Linked DNA regions of Rattus norvegicus: all the other regions are linked to region 1. Evidence: chromatin contacts called from public Hi-C data. All regions are on one chromosome and are shown on one strand. Each heading gives the region's core, a stretch centred on a gene start, on an enhancer-like site or on the middle of the called end of the contact. The rest is flanking DNA. Distances are from core to core; before and after follow the strand shown. Region 1 has its middle 42 kb from the start of Trnai-uau2. Region 2 overlaps LOC134479093 (a long non-coding RNA gene). Region 3 overlaps LOC134479316 (a long non-coding RNA gene).

Evidence for each region. Hi-C and Micro-C count contacts between places; a contact is called where the count stands out from the background.
Region 2: a contact with region 1 is called in a Hi-C map of Schwann cells, with 5 times the contacts expected there. The contact joins two enhancer-like sites. A contact is called at or near these places in 1 of 12 Hi-C or Micro-C datasets (Schwann cells) and 1 of 1 datasets of contacts at active chromatin or transcription factors (oligodendrocytes).
Region 3: a Hi-C map of Schwann cells shows a contact between it and region 1, with 9 times the contacts expected there. The contact joins two enhancer-like sites. A contact is called at or near these places in 4 of 12 Hi-C or Micro-C datasets (the A7r5 cell line, the Rat2 cell line, Schwann cells and 1 more).

The regions. Positions count from the first base shown.
Region 1 is chr6:16,538,355-16,542,684 of GRCr8, forward strand. No RefSeq gene overlaps it. Among named protein-coding and RNA genes, the nearest start is that of Trnai-uau2, 42 kb to the right of the region's middle. Within about 2 kb of position 2,482, at least 4 of the 93 cell types and tissues checked have an H3K27ac peak or open chromatin away from gene starts, as enhancers often do. A contact at or near this core is called in Schwann cells, where this site is marked.
Region 2 is chr6:16,357,564-16,361,893 of GRCr8, forward strand. It overlaps LOC134479093 (a long non-coding RNA gene), which reads right to left. Exons shown (of 4, transcript XR_010052164.1): 3 at 2,280-4,330; 4 at 1-1,152. Among named protein-coding and RNA genes, the nearest start is that of Zfp36l2, 120 kb to the left of the region's middle. Within about 2 kb of position 1,743, at least 46 of the 93 cell types and tissues checked have an H3K27ac peak or open chromatin away from gene starts, as enhancers often do. A contact at or near this core is called in Schwann cells, where this site is marked.
Region 3 is chr6:16,409,816-16,414,145 of GRCr8, forward strand. It overlaps LOC134479316 (a long non-coding RNA gene), which reads left to right. Exons shown (of 3, transcript XR_010052475.1): 3 at 1,456-3,434. Among named protein-coding and RNA genes, the nearest start is that of Zfp36l2, 170 kb to the left of the region's middle. Within about 2 kb of position 2,011, at least 11 of the 93 cell types and tissues checked have an H3K27ac peak or open chromatin away from gene starts, as enhancers often do. A contact at or near this core is called in Schwann cells, where this site is marked.

The sequences.
Region 1 (4,330 bases), core at 1,232-3,731:
GGAGCTATACGCCCAGCCCTTAAGTCACTATTGTTTTGCTTTGAGACAGGGTTTCATTCCGTAACTTCTCGTAGTGAATTCTAGCTCACTAGAATTCTTTCAGTAGACCAGGTTTGCCTTGAACTGACATAGTGACCTGCCTCTGCCTTCCAAGTGCTGGGATAGAAGGCATGCGCCACCACTCCCAGAGAAATCTCTGTTTTAATCCCGTATTGTCAATTTACATTGCATAAGCATATGGAATGACTCAGAACCTTGCCTAGGAATTAAGTCCTAAGAGTCGCTGAAGCCAGGACCTCCTGCGCAGAGGGAATGTGAGTCGACCCATTCTTTGGTCTAATGTAGCTCTTATCAGTAACCCTGACAGCGGTCCAATTGCAGCATGTCGACTCAGAGTTTGCGGGGGCTCCTCATACGCACACGGTGTCTTACGTGACTTTAAATAGGCTCAAGTAGGCTGCTGCTGTTACCCCATCAATGGAGAGAAGCCAAGGGAAAACATTGCTGCCCAAAGATGTGATGAGAATTTGGACTTTCACTTAAACGAAGGGTTCTGTTTTGTTTTACTTCTAATATATCATTGGCCAACAAACTTTGGCTCTTTATTCATTTAATTTCCAATTAAAACATGAATTTCGATGTGTGGCCTATAGAATAGAATGCAAGATATCCTACAATTTGAAATTTTCTAGAAGTCACAATTAGAAAAGTAAAAAGAAACTGGTGAGATGAATTCAAACAACAAATTTACCTAACTCAAGATACAATTTCTACATGAAATGGTGGTGGACAATAAAAATAAGAGATTTCCAGCTGGAGAGATGGCTCAGCATTTAAGAGCACTGGCTGCTCTTCCAGAGATCCTGAGTTCAAATCCCAGCAACCACATGGTGGCTCACAACCATCTGTAATGGGATCTGATGCCCTCTTCTGGTGTGTCTGAAGACAGTGACAGTGTACTCATATACTTAAAATAAATAATTCTTTTAAAATAAATAATAATAATAATAATAATAACAATAATAGATTTTTTTTGGTTCTTTTTTTCAGAGCTGGGGACCAAACCCAGGGCCTTGCGCTTCCTAGGTAAGCGCTCTACCACTGAGCTAAGTCCCCAGCCCCACAATAATAGATTTTTATATTGTTCTTGTCTTGTTTTTCCCTAGTTTTAAAAGCCACCGTGGGCAGGTGTGTTGTACTCTCCAGTAACCCCAGAATCTGGGAGTCTGAAATAGGGGAGCCTAAGAATAAGGCAAGTGAGCCTGGGCTACACATCAAGACCTTCTTGGAAACGAGAGAGAGAGAGAGAGAGAGAGAGAGAGAGAGAGAGAGAGAGCGCACAGAACAAGAAAGGAGAGAAAAGGAGAAGAAGCAAGAGGAGGGAGGGGAAGGAAAACAGAGATGCAGTTGAAAACAGGATGTAGAGAAAGCAGGACACCGGGAGTCCCCATCTCTCCTGGTACCAACAATGGTCACTTAGAATCAGCCAAAGTGGGGCTGGGGATTTAGCTCAGAGGTAGAGCACTTGCCTAGCAAGCGCAAGGCCCTGGGTTCGATCCTCAGCTCCGGAAAAAAAAAAAAAAAAAAAAAAGAAAGAAAGAAAGAATCAGCCAAAGCTGCTGACTAGGGATAAGAAAGAGACCATAGTATTTATACACTCTGAGTTTTTCGGAGAGCAACCCCGTCCCCAAAAAGGGGCTGGAGATGTTTCTCAGTGACCGCACTAGGGAAGTCCAGCAGACAGGGCACCATCGAATAACAGGACACCCTAGAGCTGGCACTAGAAGTCACTAATTCAGATCATCATTTAATGGACTTTTGGACCCTGTCCAGCCAGTTTCCAATTTAAGCCAGGTCACCAGGACCACCATGTCAATCAAGTATAAACCAAGAGCTGTGTTTGAAAGCTGAGGTGCCCCTGTCACTACCCTGCTCAAAGACCCCAAGGGATACATCCCATCCCTGCCTCAGTCATTTAATAATGGGCATGAAAAAGCGACTCTATCCCGTGATAAAGACGGGGACATTCCAAACAATAATACCAATAAGAACTAAGTCCATGTGCTCGTTGAGCCTCGCAGATTTCAGGTGATCAGAATGAGCGCAGGACAGGAGATTTCTGCATGGAAAGCTCAGCTCTGCTGGCTGAAAATGAAATTTAAACTTTTTTGAAATTTACGCTTTGATGACTAACTTGTTTTAATCTTCATTATCTGTTTGTTCTTTGAGTGGGCGCTAAGCGAGTGCAGTGCCCCTGACCTGCACTCCCTGATGACCTTCTCACTCTGTAGCCCAAGCAGGTCTTGAACTTGCAATCTTCCAGCCTCAGCACCACTCCCCACCCCACAAGCAGCTGAGCGTTCCTCACCAACCCAGCCTCATTTCTACACATTCTTGCAAAACAACAAACCCAGAACTGTCTGTCTCTGGGCCAGCGACCACCACCCCCAGTTGAAGAAGGAAAACCCGGGAGTCTAATTAGAGCATCACGAAGCAGTACTGCCATCTGGTGGCAGCCTCAGTCACAAGCACGTTCCCTGGGAGGACGTGATCAGCTTCTGGGAACGTGTTTTTCAAAATGTGCTCTCTGACCCATGGAGCTTGTTAAAAATGCACATTGCGGAGCCCTGTAGAACCCCAGCCTCCACGACAGACACCAAACACCCACAGTTGACTCGATGTCCCAAGTCATCTTCGTGCACAATAAACAAGAGGAGAGCATCAATCTAAAGAACTTGTCTAATTGATGCAAGCTGAGAAAATTCAGAGGCAGCAAAGGTTGGAGGACTCATTTTCCCTAATGCTGAACAGAGAGGAGATTGCTATTCTCTGCGTCTGGTGGACTCCACGGAATTGTTTGATGTAGAAATAACACCCTGTGCACAGTGTACACAAAGCTGAAAGGAACCTAAATCCCATCTCTCTCTCTCTCTCTCTCTCTCTCTCTCTCTCTCTCTCTCTCTCTCTCTCTCTCTCTGTCTGTCTCTCTCTCTCTCTCTGTCTCTCTCTCTCAGTCTGTCTGTCTTTCTGTCTCTATGTCTGTCTGTCTGTCTCTGATGAAACCCTGAAACCCTGTCATCAGGTACCTGTAGCTCCTCCCCTCCCTCGTCACCCCAGCCCAACTCTGTCCCTTTCACATCTGGATCCTTCCAGCTGAATCACTTCAAAGCCCCCTCTCTCACTTCACCTCCATTCCCCAGCTCTGTAAAACTTGCAGCACTTTCCACCCGTCAAAGTAACAGCTTGTTTCACATCACCTTCTCAGAGGGCTCTCCGGGGAGCCTTTTAGACTAAGCTAGGAACTCCCCACTTTTTTAGTCCAAAAAAATTCACTATATGGAATCACATTGCCTGATACACACATCCTGCACACACACACACACACACACACACACACACACACACACACACTGGTAAACTCTTCACAGGCAGAGCTGTGTCTCCAAGATTCTCCAACCCAGCAAAGCCTCTACCACATAGCTAACGGGCTTTGCTCCACATTTGCAGAGTGAATATGTGTTTTCAAAAGCAACAAGAAGTCAGTGTCTGAGTTTTGTTTTTTGGTTTTTTTTTTTTCAATATAAAGTGGTAAAACCAGGAGTGTGCGGGGAAAGGGCAGGAACAGAGCAACCTGGGAATGTCCTCACCACCTCCCAGGAAAGGAGTGATTTCCCCAGAGGACAGAGGCCTGTCACATCTTGCTCAGCTAATCTGACAGAAGCCAGCTGCAGTGGTTGTCCTGCCCTGGGGAAGGCAGCATGCTGAGTCTGGGAACCACTTGCCGCTGTTTGCCCCTGGGGACAGGGGCACAGGGGGAGGGTAATTGACTTGTCTCCCAAATTTATTTATTAATTCCTAGCTGCACCATTTGATGTGGTTTCCAGGAGGCACGAGTTGAAATCTGTTCACTGCCTTTTCCACCTATCCCCAACCTCATGTAGCAATGGCCCCTAGGGAGCCTGGTAAACCTCAGAGTCTGCTCACCAGTGAGGCTTCAGGCAGGCAGGGTCTAGACCTGGTGCCCACCACACAGAAGGGGTGAGCTCCTGTTCAGGGCTCAGCCCCAAGGATGCCGATTCTGATACTGGCGAGAGTGAAGAGGTAAGTCAGCAGGCTGCTCAGAAGGCCTGGATCTCCACGGGACGTGTAACTGTACTTCTGGCTACTATACTGGATCCTGATATTTACTCCCCTTCTCCACCCCAATCCCTTCCACCCCTCAACACTGGTAGAAGAAAGTTTAAAGGGGAAAGGGGCATAGATCTCTTTAGACTACTCCCTGATGATTAGGGCATTGAGTGTCTAGGGGCAAGTCCAGTGTTCACTGTCA
Region 2 (4,330 bases), core at 493-2,992, 180 kb before region 1:
TTCGTGTGCACACCTACTTGTGGACATACACGTTTCTTTCGGGTACAGAACACGTTGAGCAGAATACGTCTCTCTAGCTCAGCTTTGGGACCGAGTGGTGTTAGCCAAACAAGTTGGCATTGTCTTTAGTGTCCTCTAGGTGTAGCTTCTTGGTAGATCAGGTAGCAGTTTCGCACTAATGGATGTGAAGACCTGGAGGACGAGGCCCGCAGTGCCCCCATCTCTCTAAGGGGCCATGAGACAAGGCTTGAAATATGCCAGGAGGAGAGGTGGATTCTATTTTACTTTTATTATTTTTTTTCAGGGTCTTTCTGTCTCTGTGTAGCCCTGTCCAGGAACTCGCTCTGTAGATCAGGCTGGCCTTGAATTTAGAGCTCTGACTTTGTCAGCCTCCCTAGGGCTGGGTTAAAGCCACCAGGCCTGACTGATCTGTGCCTTCTTTTCCTCAGTGAATGTCAGAGAGCAGTGGGGTCTAGGAAGGGGAGGAACCCCAGACAGGAAGATGAAACTGTCCCAGATACTGAAGCTAGCTGGAGCTCCAGGGCCATTGACATGTTTGAAGTCATGTGACCAACAGGAATGCCACCTCAAGTCAGCCTTCTTCTCATCCAGAGACCTTTCAGCCAGCTTTAGAGGGGAGCACCTGGGGATTGCTACAAGGCTCTGCTCTCAGATGAGCCTCCAGAAAGCCCCTCTGTAGGCTTGTCTCCCATGCCTCGCCTCCAGCCTGGCTGCTCCCAGAAAGATGGCCATAGGCCGTGGATATCCTGGGTCATAACTGTGAGGGGTGGGGAGTAGGCTTGAGCCTGGGGGACTGGTATTGCCTAAGACTCATGCCAAGACTGACCTGTGATCCAGCCAAGCATGGGCGAGAGTGGGAAGCTCTCACAGAACATTCCTGGAAAATCGTTTGCCCTCACTAACCCCCTTAGGCTTCCTTGGCAAGACTGACACGTCTGGTCTTAGGTTTGGAGACTCTCAGATGGCTTTGAGCTTGTAGGGAGCCTTAGTGGCTCAGGGGAAGCACTGCTTTGACCTCTGAGCAACTGACAGTGGACATCTTTACTGGAAGATTCTAGATGGCTTGCTTTCAGCTGTGTTCATGGTATGAAGACTTCAGGCTGTGGAGTGAGGGGTTCTCCGCTTTTGTTCCTGGAAGAGAGAGAAGCGGGTGTGCATGCTTGTAAGCGTGTGTCTGAGTAATGTCTCTGTGAATACAAACACCTATTACTTAGCTATCTGTTCATTCATTCTGCAAGTATTTACTAATTGCCTATTAGGTACCACTGGGGTTTCCACAGTGGATAAACGACACAAAGTCCTTGACCTCAAAGAGACTATTGTATGCCAGACCACATCTCCGTGTGATGTCTGTACACCTGAAAACAGCTTCTTGCCGCAACATGAAGCTTCTCTCTCTCTCTCTCTCTCTCTCTCTCTCTCTCTCTCTCTGTAACTTGTCCATGTGTATAGGAGTATAGATGTGTGTGCATGAAAAGGGCTCTGAGCATTTGAAGCTTTTAATGAGTGTCTGTGAAGGGGAGAGATTACTCATCCACTCAGAGAACTATTCAAGAAAGGCCTCTCCCTGAGCAGTTATATTTTCATAAATAAAAATAATCAGATAATGAGTTCATTTCCGATCTTGAGTTTGATGCCAACATTCCAGGGAAATAAGACCCGCCCGCTGGCCAGCCGGCTGGCTGGCTGGCTGGCTGGCTGGTTGGCAGTGATCTGTGTGGCTTGGGTTAGCTGGGGAAAGTGCAGAGGAGGGGAGAGACCTGCTGATTGCAGGCTGCAGGAAGTAAGGGAATCTGTGACCAGAGGAGAAGTTGCATGTGTCTGAGCACCTCACCCTCACACGCACACCAGCAGAGCCCAGACTGCAGCATACAGGGCCTGGGCCTCTCCATCTCTTCCTTTCTAGTCAGTGATGGTCTATGCAGCTTTACAAATACTGATGGCTACTAAGAGCACAGACCACCCCAATGCTCTGAATTTCTGAAGAGCCAGCAGATAACCCCTTCCACTCAGTCTAGGGCTCGCCAATGCCTGCTGGGAAGGGAGAAAAGGGGATCCGAAAGTGGCTGTGGTCTAAGACTTGCAGGGAGTCGGAGAGACCAGACCCTGACCATGGCCCCGAACTCTGCTTGAATCTGCATCTATCAGTTCTTGCTTTCTCATTCCCCATTTGTACCATAGCCTCCCTAAGTCACGATACTTCAAATCCCTTTCTCTACCTGGGCTCCTACCAGACATATTTACCCCTTTCACCCTACCTGCCTTTGCTTAGGTTGTTCTCTCTCCTTGGACCACTCTTCTTCCAGCTTGGGTGCTCCCATTCTTTTTCTTCTTCTTCTTCTTCTTCTTCTTCTTCTTCTTCTTCTTCTTCTTCTTCTTCTTCTTCTTCTTCTTCTTTTTTCTTTTTTTCGGAGCTGGGGACCGAACCCAGGGCCTTGCGCTCGCTAGGCAAGCGCTCTTCCGCTGAGCTAAATCCCCAACCCCACACCCATTCTTAAAGACCGAGAAGTCACCTCTTCACGAATCTTCTCCGGATACTCCGCATAGGACTGCTTTCTCTTGTTTAGCTATGGCCACCTGCTAACTCTCTCCGCCTTGTCTTCCTGGACCCAAATCTGTGTCCCACCCACACACCTGATTTTTCCAAACAGGTCTACACACAGGGCTGTGCTGAGATACTGGCCAGAGAGGTGTCCTGAGCTGAGCCAGCAGTTTGCTGCTGTGTCCTGATATATGTGTACCCTGCACGAAGGAGTCCTGGTGCCACATAAGAAAGCCTTGACATCAGCATGATGGCTGAGAGAGGGACTTTGGGAGAACTGGAAGAAGGAATGGACCATTCATCCATTCATCTATTTATCCATCTGTCTATCCATCCACCTGTCTATCCATCCATCCATCCATCCGTCCATTTGTCCATCCATGTATCTGTCCATCCATCATCTGTCCATTCGTCTATCCATCCATCCATCCATCATCCATCCATGCATCCATCCATCCATCCATCTGTCTGTCCATCTGTCCATGCATCCATCCCATTATCATCCATCCATCCATTCATCCATCCATCCATTTGTCCATCCATGTATCTGTCCATCCATCATCTGTCCATCTGTCTATCCATCCATCCATCCATCCACCCATTCATTCATCCATCCATCTGTCTGTCCCATCTGTCCATGCATCCATCCCAGTATCATCCATCCATCCATCCATCTATCCATTTATCCATCTATATATCCATCCGTCCGTCCATCCATCCATCCATCTATATATCCATCCATACGTTCATCCATCTATCCATCCTTCCATCCATCCCTCCATCCATCCACTTTTTCAAATTTTATTTTATGTATGGGAGTGAGTGCCTGCATGTATGTGAACCACATGTATGCCTGTGCCCTTGGAGGTCAGAAGAAGACATGGATCTCTCCTGGAATGATAGTGAACTATGTGGGTGCTGGGAACCAAAGTGGGGTCCTCTGTAAGAGCAGCACACACTCTTAACTGGTGAGCCATCTCCCCAGCCCCCTCTATTCTCTTTTACTTACCCACTCACACATTCAACAAGCAGCAGCCCAGAGCAGTCCTTATGTCACTGTGTCTACTCTTTATAAGGGCTGTGTGATGAATGCTTTCTGTCTCAGGGGGGAACCGAGCACCACAGAAGATGAAGTCAGTGTTCAAGGTCACACAGCCGGGGAGGCCTGAGCTGAGCCTTACGTGCAGACCAGGCTGCCTCTCTAACCAGAGCTCTTCCCACGCCAAAGAGGAACAAATGGCTTATTTCTCAGTCTCTTCAAGGCTCTGGGCAGAGCTGGATCGTAGCCCTTGGGCAATATGATTAAGCCTTGTTCTTTGTCTGGGAAGTTCAGCCTCTGTCCTCACCCAGTGCCCCCATCACAACTCTGCTCTAAGCTGGCTTGTCTTTACCTTCTAAAATCTTCTCTGACAAGGCCATTTATAGGGGCAGGGTCCTCACCCACGGGAGGAAAACTGGGACAGTAGGGGTTCTAACAGGGAGGGTCCCCCCCCCCCCAGGCTTTTTTGCTGCGAGAGAGGCGGATCCTGGCAAGAGGGCTTAGCATGGGAAGGAGAGAGTTTCCACAGTCCTGTTGGACTGTACTGAAAATGCATGTTCTGGGTTTCACTGAGTAGGGTGGAGGGGCTCAGGACTCCGAATTTACTGCAATTCCAAAGGCATGGGGTGTAGGTGATCAGAAGATGGATAAGAAATGAACACAAGGGGCTGGGGATTTAGCTCAGTGGTAGAGCGCTTACCTAGGAAGCACAAGGCCCTGGGTTCGGT
Region 3 (4,330 bases), core at 761-3,260, 130 kb before region 1:
GATTTTCTGCTGCTTCCACTCCAGTGCAGAAGGAGAGATTCCACGCGAAAATATCTCCAGGCTTCTTCCGGACCTAGGCTCACCCTGCCCCTCCTAGTGTGTCCTGTATTACATAGAGAAGGGGCCGTGGCCTGGCCGCATCCAAACTGCTCTGTTTTCGGCAAGGCTTCACCTTGCACATACAGGGAACCCAGGCCGGTGTCTCCTCTTCCCTTCTTCCCCCCTCGTGCTGTTTTCTAGTAAGAGGAGGGACCCAACCTCTCTCCTTGCTGCCACTGGGTTTCTGACTTGTTATAGTTCATGTCACACTTCCTGTGTTATGATCTCCTTGTCTCCTCATGGATGTTCAAGGGGAGTGAAAGTCGGAGCCTTGGAGCAAGGTGGATGAAATTAAATTCTGAACGTGGCTCAGTGGGAGCAGCAGCTCTGTTTCTTCAGAGATTTTGTAGCAGGGTGATTAAATGAGGCAGACTACTCAGTGGTTAATGTCAAGCCGAAGCCATCTCTAGGAGGCATTGTGAACCACTGGAGACATAAGATGACGAGAAAAATCATGCCACGAACCCTGTCGTGGGCCAGTTAGCCTCGCTGCAAGAGAGGTGCAGTTAGTACTGTGACAGCCGATCTCTAAGGGGCTTCAGCGGGGTCTAGAGGTTTTGTTTGTGTGGCCGGGGGAGCAGTTGAACTTCACAGAGGAAGTGACGGTATCAGAAGGTGCCCTCCTCTCTGTCTACACCCCCACTTGCGGAGGCAGAAATAATTTCTTCCAGGTTAGAAGTGGAACTGACAGCAAACAAATACTGGTTTGGCCGGCCTGATTCTGCGCAGTACGGCCGTGTTTCCCAGGGCCTCTGCTCACATGCCACATGTCGAGCGTGTTCGTGGTGTGACGCACTTTAGATTCCTTAGCTGATGGAGCAAGGGCTCGGCTGGTAGAGTGCTTGCCTACTGTGCACAAAGCCCTGGATTAGAGTCGCAGCACTGCATGAGACTGAACGTGGTGAGTGGTGAGGGGGTGCGTAACCGTGACTCTGGCATACAGGAAGTGGAGGCAGCAGGACCGGAAGTTCAAGGTAATACAGTGAGTTCTGGGCCAGTCTGGACTACATGATGCACATGCGCATGAGCACACGCAAAGACACACTCAGTCTGTGATCAGCTTGGCTGTAAATGTCGGTTTGAGCCACTTCCAAACTGGACTGTCCCGTATCTACCTAAGAAAAGAGACGATGAACCACTGCGAGGGTGGCATGTAGGACTGGAAACATAGTATAGGTCTAGGAAAGTCCACTTGTTTGTGAGAATGGTGCCCAGAGGAGAGCTGACTTCTTCTCAGAAGAAGGGAGTGATGGGAACGGCCTTCAGGAGGAAAAGTCCAAATGCTCTTCAAAGACGTAAGATGCTGGAATCATCCTTTTTTTATTTTCTGACTCTCGCCTTGCTCTTTTCTGTCAGGTAGACAGAGCACACCACCAGAGGATCTCTGAGGCAACAGCGACAGACCCGGAACGGTACCGCCAAGAAGAAAGCCCAGAGATCTGTAATCTGAATTTAAAAGATGCCCCAAGAGGTTGACCCATACCCATCATGGTTTAAAATAAAAAGCGTGTTTGTGAGCGTGTACACACACACACACGTCTGCAGTAGGTGGAAAGGTCATGGGTTCAGATGTTTCCTTCTGATTGCATTGGAGTCCACTCCATGGGTATCTCCTTCTTTCACCAATCACCACCCCTGGCTGCTGGTGAAGGGAATGTTAAGGATAAGCCAGAGGGCTGGGGGCCAGAGGGCGGAGGATGAGCAACAAAAGACAGCTCAGGGAAGTCCTGGAAAGAGCCTGACTCTGGAGGGGAAAGGAACAATGGGCCTCTGTTTAGGGTCCACCTCCACTCACAGGTCCCGGCAAAGGGAAGCCTGGAGGCAAATCAAACACCACCCACATCCACAGGCTGCCCACAGAGGCAGGTGAGTCAGAGCCCAGGCTTAGCTGATAACAGTCAGCAGCGGCCCAGAATGCAGTCCTTGTTGACGGTTGCCACTACTCGCCCCCTCCTCAAGGCTGGGCCTGCCAGAGCAAGCCTGAGGGTGGGGCTGATCAGGAAGCAGGGCTGGCTGGGAAAAGGAGAGAGGCCCAGCAGCCTACCCTGCAAGGTGTGCTCTGTGGTAACTTGAAGGTGCAGTGGGGCCAGCCGGCAGCAAGAAGAGTCAGCTCGGGGAAACCCACAAGCTTTTATCCTGTGTTCAATGTCAGCTGTGCTCTCAACCCACAAATCCACTCATTCCTCCAGGGGGGAAATGCCACTGTCAGTACTAAGGCAAGACTCTAGGCTGAAAAGGGCCAAAATTCAACTTGAATGGGCTTGGGAGGAAAGTCGTCTTGAGTAATCCTCAAGTGGGGCAAGGATGGAGAAGGATAGGAGGCTGAGGCCAGCCGGCTGGCAAGGACATCTTCTGCATCTTCCTTACGTGTCTCAGGGGCTGGCATCCCATTCTTCTGCAGATAGGCTGTGCATCCCTCCCAACCTAGGGAGAGAAACATAACCACGTAACCCAGATCGGGGTCACGCTCGTGGTTTCATGACTAGAAAGAAAATGTTATCACTGGTCACCTGGTTTGGTTAGAGAGTTTGTAAGGACTTCTTGTAGGCTCCCCTCAAACTATGTGACCAGATCTGGGCCAGGCTCTCTAGCCAGGGAGATGTGTTGATGTAATTTTCCCCGAGTCTTTGTCCCACCCATTGTCAGACACATGTGAGAATATCTCCTTGCTGTACACTTGGGGTCTCCTGTGACACAGCTGCTGGTTGACCCCCATAACAATGTTGCCTTTTCTCTCATAGATTGAAAGTCTTTCCTGGAGCTGGAGAGATGGTTTAGTGGTTAAGAGTACATACTTCTCTTACAGAAGACTGGACTTTGGTTCTTAGCAACCATATCTGGTGGCTCAAAATACCCGTATAACGCTACCTTTGAGGAGCTCTGACCTCTCTGACCTCCTTGGGTACCTGTAAGCACAGACACACACAGACACTAACACATATTTATAATTTAAAAGAAATTAAAGGTTTTTCCTTTTTCTTTTTCTGGATACATGTCTTCTTGGCGAAAACCAAAACCAAGAACCCTACATTTCCCAGATTCCTTTGCAGCTAGGGGTCTGCAATCCATGAGTGTAAAAGTTCTGGTGTGAGCAAAGCAATGTGTGCAGCTTACTCATGGTGCCTTTAAAAGGAGGGAGTCGGGCTCCCCTGGCCTCTTTCTCCTACATGGTACAGGCTACAAGCCAGTGTGAGGTCATGTATGTGAGGTCATATCTTGGGTCATGTATGCGAGAATACAGGCAAAGGAACGGTACTGGAGCAAGACAATCAGAAGCAGCCTGAGTCCTTGCTTCTGTTTTGGCCCTAAACTGTTTGTCTCTGGGCTTTTACACAGAGGAAAAGAATAATCCATTTTGAGCTGGAAAGATGGATAGGTCAGTGACTAAGAGCATTTGCAGCTCTTATGGAGGACTGGGGTTTGGTTCCTAACATCTGCCTCTTGACTCGCTGCCATATGTAAGTCCAGCCCTAGGGGACCCGATGCCCTCTTCTGGTCTCCAAGGATACGCGTTATCTGGTGTACATATGTACAGGTGGGTAATCTGTCCAGGACTGGCACCACCCACAGTGGACTGGGACCTCCTACATCAATGATCAATCAAGAAAATACACCACAGGTTTGCCTATAGGTCAGTTCCCCCTTCCCTAGAGGACCCTGGCTTGTGTCAAGCTGACAAAAAACAAAACAAAACAAACCTAGCCAGCTCAAGTATACCCCAGTGCCCTACATGTGGCTCGAGTCTCTGGCTCAGTTGCAGGAGCCCCACAGAGTGAAGAAGGCCATGGCTCTGTCCTTAGCCAGGTGGCCTGTGAATGCTGGAGCCATAGAAGGACATGAATCACTGCCCCTGGCTTACTTGGACTCCTTCCAGGAGCTGTGTGCCTTGATCATGTAAGAGTAGCCCAGTAGACAGTTCTCTCTTCCTGAGTTCGGGAACCAGAGGCATTCAAGTTACCCAGAACCACATGAAGAAGGCCTCTGGGGACACTGCTGTTAGGTACCTCTTGTCCTTCCTCTCTGCAGTGGCCCATGCCTGTACTCTCACAGAAAGGGCCAGAGACTGAGAGCACCAGCTTAGTAAGTCCTGGGTCCTAGGGATGTGAGAGAGGTGTGGTCTTATAAGTTAGCAACAGAAAATAAATGCATGGCTGTGTCTAATGATGCTCCCCACCCCCATTCCTACCCTTTCACCATTGAAGCATAATTGAGTTGTGCCCAACCGGGAAAA